Regions from separate parts of the Mus musculus genome. Here region 1 is linked to region 2. A link is a contact called in public HiChIP or PLAC-seq data. All regions are on one chromosome and are shown on one strand. The core of a region is the stretch at or near the end of the contact, and the rest is flanking DNA. Distances in the headings are between cores, read along the strand shown.

Region 1 (5,033 bases), core at 1,998-4,497, 360 kb after region 2:
ATTTAAATGCTTTACAAAAAGCCACATTGAGTGCTAGAGAGATTCCTAAGCAAGGAGCAGCAGAAGGCTCTAGACAATCATCTACACTTGAACACAAATCCTGAAGAAGCTAACAGGAAGAAGAATGGGATCAGAAAGATTGTTGGATCTTGATGGTCACTAGCCCAGCCTCAAGCACGTTTTCACACCTTGCCTCAAAAGCATAGGGTAAAGAATGATAAAGAACAAATGATATTTCTTTCTAGCCCCTGACTATCAGCTTCTGTAAGCATGCACACAGGCTAACACACACATACACAAATCATACAAGATATTTTGAGATACCTAAAATAAAATCATCAAGTATTCACATTAGCTCTGTGTAAGTGAAATATTTTATTGTTTTCCTGCTTGTTAATTTGGATGTATTTGGATGATTTCATCTATGTGCACTTTTTCTCCAAAATGCAGAGTTAAATAGTATGACAGTGAAGTAGGTTTGACTGTGTTAAAGATAGATATACCATTCCGGCTTCATGGAGAAATTCCAATGTGGATCTATTGTATTACTTTCATTTTACTGATGAGTGGAAGTGCCTGGAGACTGGCCTTAAAAGCCACAGAGAGTTGATGAGGGATAGCAGTCAGTTTTACATTATTTCTGTCCTCTCAGTTACCAGCAGGTTTATAAAACAATAAGAAACCAGTTTGTATACCATACCTTTAGGATATCTGAAAATTTTCCAAAGATAGGCTAGTTTACAATTGCCATAGGGCAGTCTCTTCCTGGAACTATTCATTTAAAATAAGGGGACCAGAAGGGAAATAGAATAAAAAGGGACTCTAAGTTAGGTAGCTCTGCTGAGGTATTATTTTCCACACATCTGCCATTTGCAGTTCTCTGTGGAACAAGCTATCAAGTTTTGCACATTCTCTTAAACTGTAGAGCCCCAAAGGGGTCATGTTCATCTACTCGGATCTCATTAATGTGGAAGGCACTAAAAGGATTATGTTCTGGATTCGACTCAACTAGTTCATCTAATTACAATTCTCATGCCTATATAGAGGGAGCCCACAATATTTCATGACCTTTTCTTCAATAATAAAATCTTACACTAGGCAACACCTACAGTCTGAGCTAGCCATAAGTGCCATCAAAGTTCATTCACCTAAGAATAACTCATTGCTTCTAGGGATCCTGATAATACCATCCTCAAGAGTTGCTAGTGAAATATTTCAAATATCGTTACATTGTTGCTCCTTTGTGCACATTAGTTAATATTATTCATCGGAAGTGGCAAAGATGTGGAGAAACTGTAAGTGTGACCATCTCTGTTTTCAGCTGACACATCACTTCCTAAAGGGCCTCTCTCAAGAGTAACTCGAATGTCTAATCTGACAAAATCTCACTCAGGTTCTGTCCATAGAATAGAGATGGAAAAGAGAATTTCCATTGCATTCAAACCATGTTATCTGATGCAACACTCCAGAAATTGACCAATACCACCCTGTGGCTTGTACATGGGGACCCAGCAGCTGACTACTTGCATTCTCTCTGTGACTTTTGTATCCATTTCCCCCGGGACCCATTCAGTGTTTTTGCTTTTCAAGCTTCTCCCTCTACTTGGATGTCTAGATTTCTGATTGCCTCCCTGAAGAATTAGTTTACATTTATGTACTAAATAAGGCACTGGTTATTACTGCAAGAAGAGTTATTTCTTTCCTGTCAACATTTTAGTAAGTCATTAGGCATGGTTTCTGGGAGGAGCGCGGGAGGTAGCAATGGTTTTCTAATGTGCAGGAATAGAGTTTCTCCGTCGCTCTGTCCTTATATCACTAATAAAGATGTTAAGTCAGACCTCGCTCAAAGCTGATCTCTAGACATCACTCATCAAATCGTTACGTTTTTTTCCTCTCTGATTGCCCTTGGGTATTACCACCTCTTAACAAGATATTTCACCTCTACGGAGTGAAAAACAGGCTCTAAGAAGCGGCATGAGGGTGTTTTAAATGTTGCTTGTTCTCACGGTTAGATGAAAGCACGGATTGCTGGATGGGGAAATGGCCAGCATGATTGGAAAAGCAGGCCACTTCAAAAATAAAAATGAGGGGTAAGGAAAACATATTCAAGGAACACAGAAGCTTCGTTTCGTGGCTTTAACAGATGACAGTATCAAGCTGAAACGCAGCAGGGGAATCACCAAATCGCATGACCTGAGTCTTGCTCGCAGGCTTCCCAAAGCAGAGCAGCTTCGTAGTCAGTCGATTACCAAGAGTTTTAATCCTCAAGCATGTTTTATCTGAACTATGCTATATATGCTATGTAATTTAAAAAAAGTCGAAAAGGGCGTGATGAGACTTCTAAAGGTCTTCTGCAATTATTTATGCAAAACTCTCCCATATTTAAAATATTCACGTATACTCTGCATACATACATCTAAGTAACAACTAGGAAAACCTCAAGTACTTTAAATCTAAGTGCCCTGGGATAACTAACACCTGCCACCCAGAACACCCTCTCATTACATGTTTCTCTAAACTCTCCAGAGCACTGTAATTAGTTTCTTTATCAAACAAACTGAATTGCTATTTGGATATTGTGAAGCAGATCTGCCTAAACACCACAGCGAAGAAGAGACTTTTACTCCAGTGTCATGACAAACATTGCCAAGATGTGAGATAGGCTGACTAATTTTTTTATAGTACATCTGGGGATATTTTGACTGTTTTATTTCATTTGACAGTCGTCACAATTAACAGTTCATAAAACACTAAGCTTTGAAAAAGACTACCGCAGGTATTGGACATTTAGCCACTTAGTAGTCAAAAGTGTGGACACATGTATAAAATCTGATTTGCAAAATGGTCAAAGTAGTACGAAGACCTTTCTTTCCTGCCTTTCCCCCCATTAAAAGCAGAAGGTATTAATCACTCCATCTCAATGGTGGCTGACTGAAGCTATTCACTGAGAAGGGCATTCTTGCTCATGTGGCCCATGAATAACTCTCAAGGCTTTTATTATGGCTCTGAGTGGACTCTTAACAGCACAGCCACCCTTTAGTGGTTCTCCTCCCCTCAGGCACCAGAAGGATTAAGGATAATGGCTGAAAGAAAGCATCATTGCTAAAAACAAAAGTTTTCACAGGAAAAAAGAAAAAAAGGAGAGAGAAAGTGGGACCAAAGTGGACACTTTGGAGTCAAGTCATGATTCATGGCCTCTGTTGTGTTCTGCCTTTTTCGCTCACTCAATGCACTCTTTAGTTTTACTGATGGATATGAAGCAAGCAACCCAGTGCACTTCTCCTAGCAACCGATATCAGCCAGGGAAGAAGGCATGTCCTCTGCTCTAAGGGAAAAACAGAAGAATTTGGCTTCGTACAAAGCAGACACATGTTCTTTTGCATCTGATCCCAAATTGATTATCAAGAAGGATTCAGCAAATGCTAAATAATTTTGTTTTATGTGAATGTGAACAATCCCTCGAACTAAATATCAGCTGGTCTACTTGCTATGTAGCTGGCTTTCAAATGCTAGGCCAGTCAATTGATTCAAAGGCTTAGTTTTGATTTCTCAGTGCACCCTCTTAGTGACCTCTTATAGCTCAAAACCTCCATCCTCCAAGGAATATATGTGTTCAGTTCTTGGATCATTGCAAGTGCAAAAAATATGTATACATTCCTGGAGCAATCCCTGACTATAAACCTTAGCATTGAATCCGCCAGAAATGAGCCTATAAAAGCATTTGTCTGGCTCTCTTATTTGTGTGCTATGTTCAGTTCCTGGTTAAAATGATTTAAAAATAACATCTTGAGAAAAGTTGGGCTACCTTGGAATTTAATTTCAACATAAGAAGACACATTACAGAAGCCAACAAAAGCCTAGAAAATTCCAAAATTTCTAACAAACCATTGACATGGATGTGAGAATCTCACAAAATACAAGAAGACTTCTGAGCTTGGAATTTTTTCTTCTGAAACTATGAGTGTCCTGTAAAAATTTAAAAGCAGGGGTAGGCCTTGCTTTTATTCCCACTTTATACCCATGAATCTAGACAGTCCAATGAAAAAATCTGTATTTGCTGCCAAATAAGTACCCATATGTTATAAATATATTATTTCAGATATTACTGTCATACATTAAAATTTGACACCACTCAAGTTTTCAAATCACCACAATGAGAGTGAAGCATGAGAGTATATCTTATTTTAAAGTTGCAATGTCACCAAACACAATGACCATGCTTTGGGGAGAAGAGACCAAAGGACTGCTTCAATGTTTGGAAGTGTAGGGGCCATGCACAACCTGAATGTTTTTGTATTGCTGGTTTTCAACCCAAAATTAAGATTGTAAAGAGAAAAAATATGCAGACCACACACAGAGCCACATCCCTTTACTCTTAGGACTTGGCAGGCAGGTGGATTTCGGTGAGTTTGAGGCCACCCTGAACTATATAGGTAGCTCCATGACATCTTCAATAGTGAGAGCCTATCTCTAAAAATTAACGATAAAAACAAAGTTTCGGTGGCAAAGGTCATTTTGTCACTGCCAAAGGAAATGTTCTTTTTTTTTTTTCCAAATTTTATGTTTTTGTGGTGGGGTGGGGACAAAATTAATTAGTATTGTATCACCAGCACAGCCTGCCTACTTTTGATCCTTCCTTCCTCTCCTTGCTTTGATAGACAAAAGTTTCTAAGCCAAGTTGTCCTGAATTTCCAGTGTAGTAGATAGCGAATAACCTTGAAAGTCTGACAGGCTTCTGTCTACCTCCAGCAGCATGGGCCACTACACCAAGTTCATACTGGAAATCAAACCCAGAACTCTGTGCATGCTATGTATGATACTTACTGATATCCCCAGTGATGGTATTGCTTTGTATGGGTTTACAGTCTACACAGACATGCATGTATGCCCAGCACTCTGGAGGCTGAAGCAAGAGGATCACCTTGAATTAATTGAAGGCATGTCTGGGGCACATATTTAGGTCTAGGCTGATTGAACAAAACCATGAAGCCCTGCTTTAAAGGAAAAGTAGCAATGCAATTGATTTTTTTTTC
Region 2 (4,445 bases), core at 322-2,821:
AATAAAAACAAAAAAAAAAAACACTACTTGCACTTTCCTTTAAAGAATTACTTTTGCAAACTGGTGATGAGAACTGAGAGCTTTCAATAAATTGATCCTTCTATTTAAGTTCCACAGGTGCAAATGTGTTATTAGAAATTAAAACCATTTCGGACTCGAAAGTTCCTTCCTTTTTTGCCAACACTTTTTTTTTTTTGTTGTTTTTGGATTCATGTGTAAGAAACTTGTCTTACAGGTGTCTTGATACATGCCTATAATCCCAGCACTGGAGAGATGGGTATAGGAAGTTCATAAGTTCAAGGCCAACCTTGGCTACCTAGTGAAATTTTTAAAAAGTCAGCCTGTCCTTCATAAGACACTCTGTTTAAAATATTATTTTTAATGTGTGTGTGTGTGTGTGTGTGTGTGTGTGTGTGTGTGTGTGTGTGTGTGTAAGTACTTGTGGAAGCCAGAAACCTGTCAGAGCCCTTAAAGTTGGAGTTACAGGTAGTTGCCAGTCATTCAGTGTGGGTCACTGAGCTCAGGTCTTCTGGAAGAACAACTAAATCATCTGTCTAGCCCTACACTGTTGTATTCTTTCATCTAATGTTTATTGAGACTCTCTTAAATATATATATATACTGATGATTTTTATAGTCACTAAAAAACAGTGGAGGTCTTTCTTCCTGAAAATCAGTTATGAACTTCTATTTTTAGATGTATCTCCAATAAATTACTATACTCTGCTAAAAAAAACACAATGTGAAATACCTTTAATTTTGACTCTATAGAAAATAATCACATTCAGTAATATTTCTCTGTTTGGGCATAGAATTATTATTAGACTTTCCAAGTTTCCTACCCCAACAAGACACTCCAGTTGTAGAAACAAAAATTTAAAAAAAAAAAAAAAAAAACATTGTATTTCAGCAAAAAAATGTGTTGTAAATATCATTAAAGTTATTTTTAGAATAAAAAACTTAGGATGCTAATGGTTAACAAAATAAATGGGCATATTGTTATTGTTTTTAAAATATTCTCCCTGGGATGAATGAAATGAAGGCAAAAATACCTCCTTAATCTTTATCTCATCTCTGCTCACCAAAGGTTTGGCACGGATAGCTTCTCCTGTGTTGATGGGTTAAGTAGGTATCACAGCATTTCATCTATTTAAACATGAATTGAAATGCTTCCTTTGCCTCCAAAGGAAAAATAGTCACATATTACTTACATAGTAATTATCGCCAATGCAGCTGCCCTACATTGCTTACCATCACTGTTTTAAGCCTTAACAACTACACAAACTGTATTCAGATTTCATTAAACATTAAGCCAAATAAATGCTGTCCTCCACACCAATTACTTATGCAAGAACAGTGGTCGCCTCCCTTGTCTCAGAGCTAAAAATGTAACAGAATCAATGTTATTGACTTAGTCTGTAGTTCCGTGAAAAAGTATTACTGCTATCCTTCTGCAAGAAAAGAGGTCTGTCTGCCTTTCATGTTAAAGTAAATGTTATGCTAATACGCACAAATCAAGACTGAATAAGGTTCCTTGAAATGTCACTTGAGTCTGAAAAGGAAAGAAAAAGTGCCTGACTTCCATCAAGATAGAAAAAGTCATTAATTTGCATGTTGAGCCTCTCTAACATAATGGTCTAAAGCTAACACTTGTATGTGTCTAATGAATTAAAACATTTAGCTATTCAAACAAATACTGTAGAGTGTAAACCCAGTAGTAAGAGAGTAGGGGCCAAAACTATGCAACATTTTGAGAACAACGGGGTGGGAGTGTTCTCGTATCTCTTGAAAATGATATTTATATGATTTTTTTATGGTACTGTTTGATTTTTTTTCTTTCACGAATGGCATAAACTTTGAAGCAAATGACTGTTACAAGACATTGAAGTCTTTACAAATAGAAGCGGTAAAGCTGTCATACTTATCACTTTATACATAATAAATCAGAGAAGAAAATGAGTCCTAAATTATACTTTTTTGTTATATTCCATTCAAATATAGGTAATTGTACTCCATTAAAAAATATAGGTACACTAAAAAATGCAGTACAATCTCACAACTTTCTAGCATATATTTTTATTTCAACTTAATCTTATTTAACAATAATGGTACGCATATCTGAAAACAAAAGAATAAATTAAAACTATAAATTTGCCATAGAAAGTTAAAATGAAATTTTAAAAAGGTCAACAAAGCCAAACCAGGCATACTGGAATATATCTGTCATTCCAACACTTGTAGACTGGATTTAGGATGTACTTAAAAACTGTCTCAACAAACAGTGGAGCATCAAACAGTATGGGTCCTTGACTCATGAACCTCTGATTCAATGAGATGCAAGTCACTCCCATGGCTTTCTTTCTATAATATCATATAGCCAGTCTATCCACCCATGTGAAACAACATGAAATCTAGGCTTGGTTTTTCTGTGCCATATCTCACTAGCACTCCTCTTCCAATACAAGGTTAGTAATACTCAAAAGCACTATGACTCTGTCAAAGACCAAAGATGATTGGGAAACATTTCAACTAATCCACATAGCTTATGACTCCAAAGTAAACACATATCTTGTACTGGTCTCCAGAGCAGAAAAGGACAATAATGAAAACTGATTAAATCCAAATAATGTTTATCCTGTATTTAATCATTGTAACATTTTTCACTAGGTATGACAAATATTTTGTAGGTGTATGAAATGAGTGAACATGGACTCAAGATATACAGACAACGCTGAAGGACTGTTTTTTTATAAAATGAAATATCCCCAAATTAGAGCCCAATTTTTAAAACTTCAAAATCTTTATAGTCTCAGCAATTTTGTTGTTCTTTATTTGTTTTTTTTTTTGCTTGCTTGCTTTTATTGGTTGTTGCTGTTTGGTTTGGTTTGGTTTGGTTTTGGAGGTCTTACTACGTAGCTTTGATATCTTAGGGCTCACTATGTAGACTAGACAGACTTCTGTGAACACATGTTTAACTTGAAACTGTTGAATGAAATCAAGTCTCTCTAGAAGGAAACACTTGATAAATTATAGATTGTACACAGACTAGTAATAAATGTGCTGGCTGTTTTGTCAGTGGATTGAAAGAAGGAGAGAGCAGAGGAAATGGAAACAGAACTATTGCTTTACAAGAAGAGAAAAGCTGAAAGATTTATTTGATAACATCTATAAAGGTATTGATTGATTGATTTTTGCCTCTGCCTTCTTATTGCTGGGATGAAGTCTTGGTCTATCACACCCATTTTCAGAAAAGGTTCAACAAAAACAAAATTAGAAAACAAATTATTTTTTTATAAGATGATCAGCATTTTTGGATAGTTTGGCCATGTTGTCGTGGAGAGACTATGATTGGTAAAAGAAGAATGTAAGTAATGAAAAGCCTGTCTCTGAAGAAAACAGGGTGAGTGCCAGGAGCTCATTGAGGACAAACCTCCTGGGAGCCCATCCACTTGATGAGCCTCTGCTTGTTAATGTCTGTTTTATATAAGTCCCTTTGGTTATTTATACTCAACTGCCTTTTGTTATTGCTACTCTGGGCATTCAAGAAAGGCATTGCAGATTAAACAAACAAGACCCACAATAAGGGACATTTGCACATGGGTGGCCATGAATACAGGGAGACATTAGTAAACATACAAGTAGCCCTGGGGACAATAATACCTCCGTGCTGAGTGGAACTTGGATATGATAGAATGTAGAGAGAATAATCAGGAACTAATGTGTATTTCAACTGAGGGACATCATAAGTGTGAAAGACAGGGAAATGCACACAGCAGGTAAGATGCCAAAACTATAAATCATAAGTATGAAGCTATCAAAGATATATGTGGTTTTGGTGGTGGAACCATGAATGTTGGTGATCTGAAACATTGTTTCACGTGATAGGCTTACCTTCCTCTCGGCAAGTCTGCATCATCTTTTTTCCACCTCACCGTTGGCTGGGGATCTCCTTGGACCTGACAACGGAATTCTACAGCTTCTTCCTCTAGCACCACCTGGTTAATTGGCCTCCTGAGAAATGTGGGTCGTTCTTTGGGAGAAAAAAATAAAGAAAAAGTATAGTCAAATTAGATGAGGTATACATGATTTGTACATAAATAATTGAAAAAGAACAACAGATAAGTAGTTTATTCTTAAGACACACAGACCTAACTCTCCATCTTACCTATATAAGATAAATCTTTATTAGTCAAATCCAATTAAATAGAAAGACATTTTTGAACCTAAAAATCAAAATGGTTTCTGTATTAAACTGTATAACCTCCCGGAAAAGGAAAAGTTGATATGCAGTGAATTTCTGCCTCAAAATAGATGAAACCAATCATTGAATTACAAAACAGTAAATGATTTACAAACAAGGAGTTTAAAGTCATCGTTGTATTATTGTTGTTCAAAGCAGAAAAAGATAAAGCTGATGAAAATTAATAAAGAGTAATAAATATTAAG

What was found. HiChIP or PLAC-seq counts read pairs in DNA pulled down with a chosen protein or histone mark.
Region 1: a contact with region 2 is called in an H3K4me3 HiChIP or PLAC-seq map of embryonic basal ganglia, with 2.9 times the contacts expected there. The contact joins two enhancer-like sites. A contact is called at or near these places in 1 of 484 Hi-C or Micro-C datasets (ventricular fibroblasts) and 2 of 115 datasets of contacts at active chromatin or transcription factors (embryonic basal ganglia and neural tube).

The regions. Positions count from the first base shown.
Region 1 is chr16:74,394,369-74,399,401 of GRCm38.p6, forward strand. All of the region lies in intron 1 of Robo2 (roundabout guidance receptor 2), which reads right to left. Among named protein-coding and RNA genes, the nearest start is that of Robo2, 15 kb to the right of the region's middle. Within about 2 kb of position 3,248, at least 29 of the 459 cell types and tissues checked have an H3K27ac peak or open chromatin away from gene starts, as enhancers often do. A contact at or near this core is called in embryonic basal ganglia, where this site is marked.
Region 2 is chr16:74,031,095-74,035,539 of GRCm38.p6, forward strand. Robo2 (roundabout guidance receptor 2) reads right to left here. Exons shown (of 28, transcript NM_175549.5): 5 at 3,891-4,029. Among named protein-coding and RNA genes, the nearest start is that of Gm22163, 26 kb to the right of the region's middle. Within about 2 kb of position 1,572, at least 1 of the 459 cell types and tissues checked has an H3K27ac peak or open chromatin away from gene starts, as enhancers often do. A contact at or near this core is called in embryonic basal ganglia, where this site is marked.